2 separate regions of the Mus musculus genome follow, and region 2 is linked to region 1. Evidence: chromatin contacts called from public HiChIP or PLAC-seq data. All regions are on one chromosome and are shown on one strand. The core of a region is the stretch at or near the end of the contact, and the rest is flanking DNA. Distances in the headings are between cores, read along the strand shown. Region 1 holds the start of Tmem131l (transmembrane 131 like). Region 2 has its middle 28 kb from the start of Tlr2.

What was found. HiChIP or PLAC-seq counts read pairs in DNA pulled down with a chosen protein or histone mark.
Region 2: an H3K27ac HiChIP or PLAC-seq map of microglia shows a contact between it and region 1, with 8 times the contacts expected there. The contact joins the enhancer-like site here to the promoter of Tmem131l in region 1. A contact is called at or near these places in 3 of 39 promoter capture datasets (the C10 cell line, cranial neural crest and pre-B cells), 1 of 484 Hi-C or Micro-C datasets (B cells), 2 of 115 datasets of contacts at active chromatin or transcription factors (memory CD8 T cells and microglia) and 1 of 9 other capture datasets (adipose tissue).

The regions. Positions count from the first base shown.
Region 1 is chr3:84,036,885-84,042,202 of GRCm38.p6, reverse strand. It overlaps Tmem131l (transmembrane 131 like), which reads left to right and starts at 2,042. Exons shown (of 35, transcript NM_172681.4): 1 at 2,042-2,226; 2 at 2,818-2,888. The coding sequence starts at 2,103. It overlaps Gm30352 (a long non-coding RNA gene), which reads right to left and starts at 1,982. Exons shown (of 4, transcript XR_867387.3): 1 at 1,292-1,982; 2 at 151-355.
Region 2 is chr3:83,810,518-83,815,835 of GRCm38.p6, reverse strand. It overlaps the pseudogene Gm7115. Among named protein-coding and RNA genes, the nearest start is that of Tlr2, 28 kb to the left of the region's middle. Within about 2 kb of position 3,120, at least 59 of the 459 cell types and tissues checked have an H3K27ac peak or open chromatin away from gene starts, as enhancers often do. A contact at or near this core is called in B cells, adipose tissue, memory CD8 T cells and 2 more, where this site is marked.

The DNA.
Region 1 (5,318 bases), core at 793-3,292:
AAAGAATAAAGATTTTCCTCAATTTCTCAGCTCTAACAGTCTGTGGCTCTGTCATTAACAGGGATAGCAGGAACACAGCACAAATACATAGGTGCTGTCTTTGGAAAACAATTTTACCTTGAAACATGGGAGCTGCTTATTGGACCATACCTTCCTGTTGCTCGTGAGTCAGCACGAAACATCCCTCCAGAGAAGGCCAAGTGGGTCAGATTTATCTAAGAAGACAGCTGTGTGGTCCTGGATCCTTCTCCAGTCTCGTGGCACTGCAGATACACGCTTCTGGCTTCGTGAATAACGGTCAGTTACCCACTTTGTAAAGAACCCAACACGGAAGTAGCAGTCTGCCCTGGAAAACCTTTGGTAGGAGAATAAATGAGAGCAGACTCAAATATGGCCTACGGTAATATTCCTCAGTCTTTTAAGTAGTTCTCTTTGAGAGTGTGATACTTTTTTAATGTGAGATTTTATTAGTAAAAAGGTAAAATAATTTAAAAATCGGTGGAGTTTTGCATCATGACTTTTAAATTATACCTGTCAATATTTGCTTGTTTTCTTAGTATGGGTTTAAAATTAATTAACATTAAAATTAACATTTAATATTTACATAATAAATAGTAAAAACTGAAACACCTAGTGTGGGCTGAAACATGTGTTGGTTTTGTGGTACTGTGACCTGAACCAAGAGCTTTGCATGCGATAGCCGGGACATACCATCGATTTTCTGAGACCCTTGAATGCAGTGAGGGAATTTCAGTATCCGAGGGGCAAATAGAAACCCAGAGAAGTGAAATGAAGAGGAAAAAAAGGGTCCAATGGGATAGGACAGGACATCCTTGCCAGGGATGCACCCAAGCAATCTGGGGGGGGGGGGAGTAAGAAATAATTGGAGCTGCTCAAGTTGGACAAAGCAAAATGACATTTCCATGTGGACATTTGCTTTTATCAAGTGTTAAGTATGGCAAAGAAATCAGGTGGTTTAACCTCATTTAGAGTTACATCCAGACAAAGAGATTAGGTTCACAGTATGGTATTATGAAGAGAGCATCCATCATTCATATTGTCCTTGACCAACATCTGACCTGCTATGAGACTACATTTTTTCCCATAGTCTAGACTGGAAGGCTCCAGAAGCAATTAAACAGAAGATCAATGTAAGCAGACAGGTGTACACCATCACTTCCTGAAGCTCACAGTCTCTGAGTTTCATACGAGCTACGTTTGCTGCACACAGCAAATCAACTTAAAAAAAAAAAAAACAGAGGCAGAAAATAAATTTCCAAGTATGACTTACACTACTTATTAATATTGTTAACTGGCAGGCGATCTGTGCCCTCCACTTCAACTACGTTTAGCAAGTGGCTGGCTCACTTTTGCAGTCTGATTCTGCAGGTCCATCTGCAGGGCTCTTGAAGGTCTAACCTAAGCTCTCCCACCTGTCAGGATTTGGACCGTCTCCACAGAGGGCGCTGAGCGCATTACCGCCACGCGGCGCTGAGGTCAGCCTCTCGGGTGTTGGGAGAGCTTTTTATTCTAAATTACAGACCTCGCAGCCACCGGATATCCTCGCTGCATAACAGGCAGTAGCTGTGCGGCTGCACTCGCGTTTCCTGACAACCACAGCAATATTTCCACTAATATCCTGTTCAAGGCCAAGCGCTGGGCTACGATTCATTCCCAGGACCCCTCCCCCCGGGGGGTTAGTGCCCCCACCGTGGCCCGGGTGTCATCGACAAAGAGAACCTCATGAAAGTTCACGACAACACCCTCTCCCCGTGGGCCGCGAGCCCCAGCCCCCAGAGTCAAGCTTCTGGGGGCCCTCGGGCACGTGCTGCGCGCTGTGAGCGTTCGCATTGTCTTCGTCCCTCCGCTCCCCGCCGCGTTCCATCCCCTTCTATCTGCGGAGCACACGCGCTCGGGAGCAAGCGGCGCGCCGGCGCTGAGCAGCAGTCCAACAGCTGCGGGGGCGGGCCCAACAGCGGGGGGCGGGCCCGGAGGCGGGGCGGGGCCAGGGCGCGGGGGCGGGCCCGGGGCGCGGCCTGGCGGCCGCGGCGCCACCAAACAAGAGAACAAGATCGCTGCGAGCGAGCGCGGCGAGCACCAGCATGGCGGGGCTCCGGCGCCCGCAGTCCGGCGCCTACCGCCGCACGGCCGCTGCCGTGAACCTTCTGCTGGGCGTCTTCCAGGTCCTGCTGTCCTGCTGCCGTCCGGGAGGGGCTCAGGGACAAGGTCAGCCCGTCGTCGGGGCTGGCTGTCCCCGCCGCCCCGCCCCCCCTTTCTTTTAGGGAACTGTTGAAATCTGTGAGGGTTCGCGGAGGAAGGGGACTCGGGCGGCTGGGGAAGACGGGCTGCTGCAGCCCTGCGACCGCAGCGTCCCCTCGGCGACTCTAGGCCGGGCCAGGAGCGGGCAGCGTGGGGCTCAGGGACCGCTAGCCGCGCACGCCCCGGAGCCTTTGTGCGCGGGCCCCTGCGCCCCGGGCGCATCCCCCGCTTTGTGTGGCGCGCGGGTGCCTCGCCGCGCCCGGCTTCCTGCAGCTTTGTTTCCCCCAGCCCGGTGGCTTGGGGGTCGCGCCGTGCTTGGTGCGGCGGCCTCATGCCCTGGTCTTGACCAAGCCCGCACGCCCTCATCTTCTGGACCCCGGGGTCCGGCTGGGCATTGTATTTGCATCCTCGGCTCACCCCTCGGGTGGCCTGCCCTGCGAGGGGAGAAGGAGACTTGTTTGGGGGCAGGCGGTTGGCACGAGGGGACGGGCGAGGAAACAGGAAGCGTTTCTTTGCCGTGCATTACAAACGCGGTGTGTTTTTTTGGTGTCCGTGCAGCGTTTGAGCCCTTGCCGAACGTGGTGGAGCTGTGGCAGGCAGAAGAAGGGGAACTCCTGCTGCCCACTCAGGTGAGGAGGACCGGTGACAGGGCGGGTGTGGGCGTGTGAGGGAGGAGAGGCCTGGAGGTTGCCGGCCTTCCCCCCAATGGCACAGGAGCGCTCGGGTCACTTTGCAAGGCAAATAAACGGTCGTGCCGAGCCTGAACACCTGGCAACGGTGGCTCTTCAGCCTGGCTCCCGCGCCATGTGACAGGGTGTGAGTCAGGGCCGCCCCAAGTTCAGAAGGTGGGTGTCCAGGCCACCTCAGCAGGGTTGTGTGTCTCACAGCCTTGCGCCTGGCTAGTGGCGACTTCCTTGGCTCGTTAGTGGGCCAGGGTGGGCGGAGGACTCGCTTCTGGGTCTCCACGGCTGTCTCTAAGCAGGCGGGTGTGGTGTGGATGGCAAGTGGCTGGAGGGTTGAACACAATGGGAATATTGATTTCATAAATGTTAGTGAGTGGTACTTTGCCATTAGCCTAAGTAGCTTTGGGATGAAGAAGTGACTTTAAAGGAGTATAATCTTGGAATTTCTCCAAATGTCTTTAATTCCTGTTAGAACACACCCACTTAAGAACCTGAATTTCAGGTTTTTTCACCCCCCTACGATGATATAATGATTACATGTGGAAAAATAATTGCTAACGTTTTATTGGGAATCTGTAGCATAGAGGGCTTCAGGCTGCAACGGATGTGGTACTGCAAAGCTTTTGTCTTGAATTGCATGTTTCAGTTATGCAAGAAATTCTCACTGACTTGCAAAAGGTACCCACTTACACATAATTTTGAAAACATAATCTTGATGACTGTTTTCACCAGCAGTGTAGTAGAGACCCCAAATGCATTTGGGGGGTGTGTGTTTGCAGTGATAAGAGAACATTAGGCTTGCCTGTTTAAATTGTTTATTGCTTCCCATGCTGGTAGCAGCATTAAAATCAGGATGTTGAATTCTAACTTCTCTGCAGTCTCAAGGTTTACTGTTCTCCCTCTCACTGAAGCGGCAACAGTGCTGGCTTTGAGATATTTGGAATATTCATTTTGACCAGGGCCAATGAATAACAGCTTACAGGCAGAGGTGATTTTTCAGAGACACTTCCCCAGATCTTTCAGGAAGGCCAGCAGGCTCCAGGAGACCCACCCTTTGAGAATAAGCCCTGCTAGCAAGTAGTCCTTTCTCCTAAATGTATATTCCCAAATGAATTTTTAACCCTTGATTCTAAATAATACATCTGTTTTGAAAAGAGAGGAAATAAAAACCAAAACCGGGGGAAAAAAAAACCCACAAAAAACAACAAAAGTCTCAAAGCCAAAATCAGTTGTAACTTTAACTGAGACCCTACACTTAGCACTTGGTGTGTTTACTTTAAATAGTCCTATTTGTGAATATCAGTTGCTTAACAGTAGCACGAGCAACCTTTGACCCAGAGAACTCTTCATTGTGGGGGCTTCCCTGTGCACTGTAGTATGCTGAGTATCATTCCTGGTCTTGGCACCTTGGATACTGTGACGCTTTGACTATAGTCATGATATACTCTCTCTCTCCATTCTGGGTGTTTGCTATTGTTTTAAAATAAGGTCTTGCAGTGCTGACTCAGAGTCCTCCACTCAAGCCATCCTCCTGTCTCATCCTTGAGTTAGCTAGAGCTACATGTCTTCCCTTGGACCTGGCTCCAACCACCAGTTTTTACCAAGTGAGAGCGTCTCCCAAGTGTCCCAGGAAGCAGAATTCCTGGGGGCAAGATTTACTGAGGTACCTTTGCTTTGGGGCTCAACTGAAGCCTCTATGTCTTAACAGGGCAGCGATGGAGGCAGGAAAATAAATGATGGGCAGTCTTTGTTTCTGCTTGTGTGGAAGATAGATTGTGCTCAGGAAGGGAAATGACAAGGCCTGTGGTAACATTAATTACATCATTTATAGGCTTAAAAGTTATCTTATAAAATGTCCAGTTTCTGGCTGGATTTTACTTACGTGCAAAAATCATAAAAATGGTTAAGATTCATGCCTTTAATCCCAGCACTTGGGAGGCAGAGGCAGGCGGATTTCTGAGTTCGAGGCCAGCCTGGTCTACAGAGTGAGTTCCAGGACAGCCAGGGCTACACAGAGAAACCCTGTCTCAAAAACAACAACAACAACAACAACAAAACCCAAAAAACCAAAACCAAAACTGGTTAGGATTGAGACTGTGTCACTCCAGAATACTTCCCACGGTGACGCTGAGAGCTAGGGTGTTTTAATCAACATGGAGTGAAAGTGGAAGTGGTGCCGGTCTGCGTCTATCATCTCTATATGTGTGCCCTTTAGATACTGTGCCACTGTGGTACACTGCATGGGCAGGGAGGAGGGGGGTGTGTCTCTTAGATACAGAGTGTTCTAAAGAAGGTCATTTGGAAGGAGTTCTCTTCCAAGAACTTAGAATTATTTTCAAAAGTTTTCTTGTGTATGTCATAAGAGTCTGGAGAATA
Region 2 (5,318 bases), core at 1,871-4,370, 230 kb after region 1:
GTGAGCCCAGTCTGCAGGCGAACTGTAGATTCTCTTTAAAGCTCGTTAGCTTTACAAAGTTTTATTTTGTAGGTTGCCCCTCTCTGGCTTTTCCCTTGGTCCCTCCAATGACAAAGCTACATGTAGATATCTACTATGGAGAATGTGTTCACAGAACATGGCAGAGCCAAGTGCTTCCAGGTGAGAGAAGACCACGACCAGGTGAATGACCGAAGCAGGTACTTAGAGATATTAACCTCTTAAGTGAAGACACTTACTTGATATTACATTGATTCCACACATTGTAAACATGATGACCAAATAACTCACTACACCAAGCATGTAACTGATCTTCTAGATTAGAAGAAACCATGTGTAGACCAGACTGTGGGAACAGAAATGGGGGAAGCACAGAGGAAATCACTTTGTCTTTCCAAACACTATTTAAATAAAATCTTTCTATGCTGACGTTTTGGGTTAAGGAGCTTAGAATGGTTTTGTTCTTTTAAGGCAGAGCCTCAGTATGCAGCCAGGTTAGACACAAACTCAACGTCCTCTCGACTTAGCTTCTGAAGTGTGGGAATTACCCTGCGTTCCTCAGTTTCCCTCTATGGTTTTGAATTCTCTGCTTGTTGCAACCCTACCACTGTCCCCCAGTTTGCTTCCTGTTGGAGGTAATGTATCATGTGCTTAATTAAAATTCCTGATGTTATTAAATCAAGCTTTCATTACAATGTAAAAAAAATGTGTTCTTTCTTGATCATTTAGAAGGAAAGTGCTGAGTAGGCCAGTGCATGCCAGTGCATGCCAATGCATGCCAATGCATGCCCAGCAAGATGGTTTACCTCACTGAGTTCCAATTAGAATGGACTATTTGAATCCATATGGTTTGAATATGGCTTGTGGGCTAGTCCGAGAACTGAATTGTTTACATTTTTTTTTAATGATGAATGCCTTTCCACATTCAAGAAACAAACACACAAGAGCCATGTACTGGCACCTCCTACCCAGGTGCACTTATGCCCATGGAGGGGCAGGCAATGGTAGAGTCTGTGGATCAGACACCGGCCCCGCTGCACACATTGGCTTTTGTTCCCAGGTGTCTTAGTCAGGGTTTCTATTCCTGCATAAAACACCATGACCAACAAGTTGGGAAGGAAAGGATTTATCCAGCTTATGCTTCCACATTGCTGTTCGTCAGCAAAGGAAGTCAGGACTGAAACTCAAGCAGGTCAGGAAGCAGGAGCTGATGCAGAGGACATGGAGGGATGTTTCTTACTGGCTTGCTTACCTTGGCTTGCTCAGCTTGCTTTCTTATAGAACCCAAGACTACCAGCCCAGGGTTGGCACCACCCACAATGGGCCCTCCCCACTTGATTACTAATTGAGAAAATACCTTACATCTGGATCTCATGGAAGCATTTCCTTCAGGGAGGCTCCTTTCTCTGTGATAACTCCAGCTTGTGTCAAAGTCAGCCAGTATACCAGGAGACTATGGTGTCTCTAAAGAAGGCCAGAGAAGGTGGTAAGGTCTTTCTGCTGAGAGGTACTTGAGCCATCAGTTACTCTGATCTGTCTGTGATGAGCAGTTTACATCGTTGCAAAAGCAACTAGTTCAACGTGGAGGTTTATGTTACAAAACTAATGCTGTTAGGAATGTGAACAAGGATTTAGAGGCTCCTCCTGGCCAAGCCTCAGCCCCAGATAGCAACATACAATAGGTTCCTTGGACTCCACACATAATCAGGATCTTTCTTAGGCTAAGGTCTATACAGGAGATGTTCCTGGCTAACAGCATCTTGAACTGCAAGGCCACTCTATGCCAAGTGACATGCCTTTGGAGACAGAACTTGGTAGACTGTCATCTGTGGCTAGGCACCACGGGCCTTGGTGAACTTTCTTGACAGTTCTTCCATGACTGCCTCATTTGGTAAAGTGACAGTGATGGGGCTAGTTCCTAACACTGACCTGAAAGATATGTACGTGTGTGAATATATATATTCTACATGTACATATTATATATACAATGCATTCATGTTGAAAAGACTGGGCACAAAAAAAAAAAGAAAAGACTGGGCACACTAAGTCCCCAACATACTGCATCAGTGTCACAAATAGATTATCCCTACGCTCATCTCCCTGCGTATTGGGCTACACATACTTCTGGGAACAGTAGAACCTGGAGCTTCTGGGCTGCTTGAATTTACTTCAGGCAAGAGACTGTGTTCCTGCCTCAGAACAGCCTCCATATGAAAATATTACCCTACCATCATTTCTCAGCATGTAAATATCCAATTAATGCCATTTTGCAGTGTGCTGTGTTAAAACCAAATCCATTTCAGCATGCGCAGCTGTTAATCTTTAGCAAAGAGCAAAAGTAAAGGTTCAGCAAATAATTGCTTTAAGATAAACCGTGTGGTTTATCATTGGTAAATGTTGGATTCACACATGTGTTTTATATACCTGTATACCTGGAGGTCACAGAAGAAGTTTTGGGGTGAAAACATTTAAGAAACTCTGCTTCGGAACACGGTGGGAACCTTGACTTTGGGCAGCACTTGAGGTATATGGAGTCTGGAGCAGGCAGGAGTTGAAAGGGATTGCTGTGGGCACAGACATAGATAGCCTGGTATCTTGGACACCTGAGCTATCTGGGTCACAAAAGCTAGCAAAGCCAATTTGAGTAACTCCTGTAGTGAAGTATCTGCACTGGGTGAGCTGACTTGCTTAGGAGCCTGCACTGAGCTAGGAGAATTCATTATACAGTGGGAAAGTAAAATGCCCTCCTTGCCAGGGAACTACTTGCTCCAAGTACAAGTGCCAAGCACATTTGGATTCTGCAACCCAAAACACTTTGACAAATCTTAAATAGCATTTGGTAGTCAGGAGAGAGGTGGCCATGTTTTCACTTTTTACTGACTTTAAAAAGCTTTCTAAGACCTCTGGCATGTCTAAATAGTCTCCTGACATTGCTCCCAAGGGCTTCCAAATTGGCAATTAAGTTAACTATCTGCAAACCTGGCAGTCATGTAGCTGATTTTTTTGTTTTGGTTTGGGTTTTTTTGAGACAGGCTTATCTGAAACTCACTATGTATTCCAGGCTGGCCTAAAACTCATAAACTTCCTCAAAAGAAAATGTATGTTATAGTTACCATCATGTTTATTTAAACATTTCTCACTCTATATGTCCCCTCTTCCAAGCTAAAAAGGAAAACTTCTTGTTTTATCTTTCTTAGTATTTAACAGGGGGAAGCAAATCCACACAGAGAGAAATATCATGACTATGTATCCCTGAAGCCTATGATTTTGTTTTCTCCAACAGGGTAAATTTTCACCACTGTCTCACAAACAGTGAACACTACACACTCTCTCCTGTCCTTACTGGAGGGGCTGCTCAGTGAGGACGTGCACCCCACTCACAGATGAAGGGACAAAGAGCTCATCTGAGGCCATATAAGCCTGGAGGATCCCAGGGAATTGTGTAAACCCCAAGAGGATGGTGGCTGCCCCTCGATGTTAAAACCCCACTTGTTAGACACGCTTCCGCGTTTTTCTGATGTGTTAGGTATGGTCAGGTCAGATCGTAAACCTTCAGTCCTTGCGGGCTTTAAAGTGCTTTTGACCCAACTTACAGGAGAATAAAACAAAACGCTGAGCTAAAAATAATCATGCAAACAGTGCTCTAGAGATTTAAAGAAGAAGTAGTTTCACTTCCTTTTGTTCCTGCCTCTGCCAACTGAAGTCTGCAGCTATGAACTCTACAGGAGACAAGTCAGTCCCCATTGCACAGGATATGTGGATTGATGCTGTGATAGCCAGGGTCTACATGTTTTTACTGCAAAGGTTTAAAAAAAAAGGATTAGGGGATGCCTAGAAACCTGTAGACACTCCACGAATGAGGGAAATTCCATATATTCCTTAATGTTTACAAGAAAGAGATAAAGCTAGGCGTGCTAGTGCAAGCCTGCAGATTATTTTCAGCATCACTTACCTATGTAGGTATTTGGTTCTATCATTTAAAATACTAGGAAAGATACAAATATTAATTCCAACTTTGGGAGAGGCTGAGGCAGGAGGATTGTGAGTTTGGGGCCATATATTGTGAATTCTTATTTTAAAATAAAACAAGAACAATAACAAATGAACAAAACCCAAGACCAACCCAATAAAAACTTCAGCCTAAATTAAAGATGAACTAAACATGACCACGAGGAGTGACTGGAATACACACCTTGGTGTTTGCCCTGAGAGCAGTCTCCAGGAAGCTCTGAAGAGGGTGTAACTTGTAACCATGGAGAACATTCCCCACGTAGACAGAAACCACCACCAGTAGAGCGTTATAGTGAAGTACAAAGGGTCAACCCACATCTGCAGCAAGGCCACCAGTTATCAGAGAAATAAACACAGTCTCCTTCAGTGATGGGGACCTCGAATGGCGCCCCAGTTTGCTGTATGATGCTGAACTAGATAAACTTCAGTCCTGGGACCTCCATCACTCACTAAATGCTTCACACACACTCTTTCTGGTGGAGAGCAACCTCACCACCATGTCTATTCCATAACAATGGCTTACCTACCAGCTGTGAGTTAATTCTACAGATGAGAAAATTGGTAGTTGTCTAAAAGATCACATGGGGCTACCCCAGAACGCCCAAGCCTGGTCCTTTCACCTGACTGCTTCAGAGGAAGCCGTGTAGGGCCTCAATAGTGAAGTGCATTGGACATACAAGTATCACTATAGTTGTGAAACTGGGAGCATTGAATCTGGGCTGTCTCCCTATCCTGCAGGGTGACCTAGATTTCAAACATAACCTAGAGAAGAAAGCACTCTGAAAATCACACTGTGTTACACGGAGCCCAGGGGCTGCTGTTACTAACACATGCCCCCATGAAAGGCCTTAGAGGATCGTCAGTCAGTGAATCAGCAGCTTCTGGGATGCCTACCTGGGTAACAGTGAGTTTTCCCGCTCAGCTCTCCTGCCTCTATCACGTCCTCTCCTGTTCCCCTTCCTCTTTCTCCTCTTCAGCTACTTGTGCCCCTTTCCAGAGAGCATGGTGTAGGGACCCCACTCTTTCCTTGTTCTCTGTGTCTGTACCACTGACCAGAGTCCAAGTGGCCTCCAGGAGGTACATTTAATCTGGCTGGGTCCAACCCACACTACTGGGGGTCCGGACAGACTGAGCTGATGGGCTGTAAGTCAATGGTTGTTAGGGTTGTTTTTTCAACAGTTGTACTTTAAGAGCAGACCTATCAGCAAGCCACTATTCTTCCTTCCTTCCTTCCTTCCTTCCTTCCTTCCTTCCTTCCTTCCTTCCTTCCTTCCTCCCTCCCTCCCTCC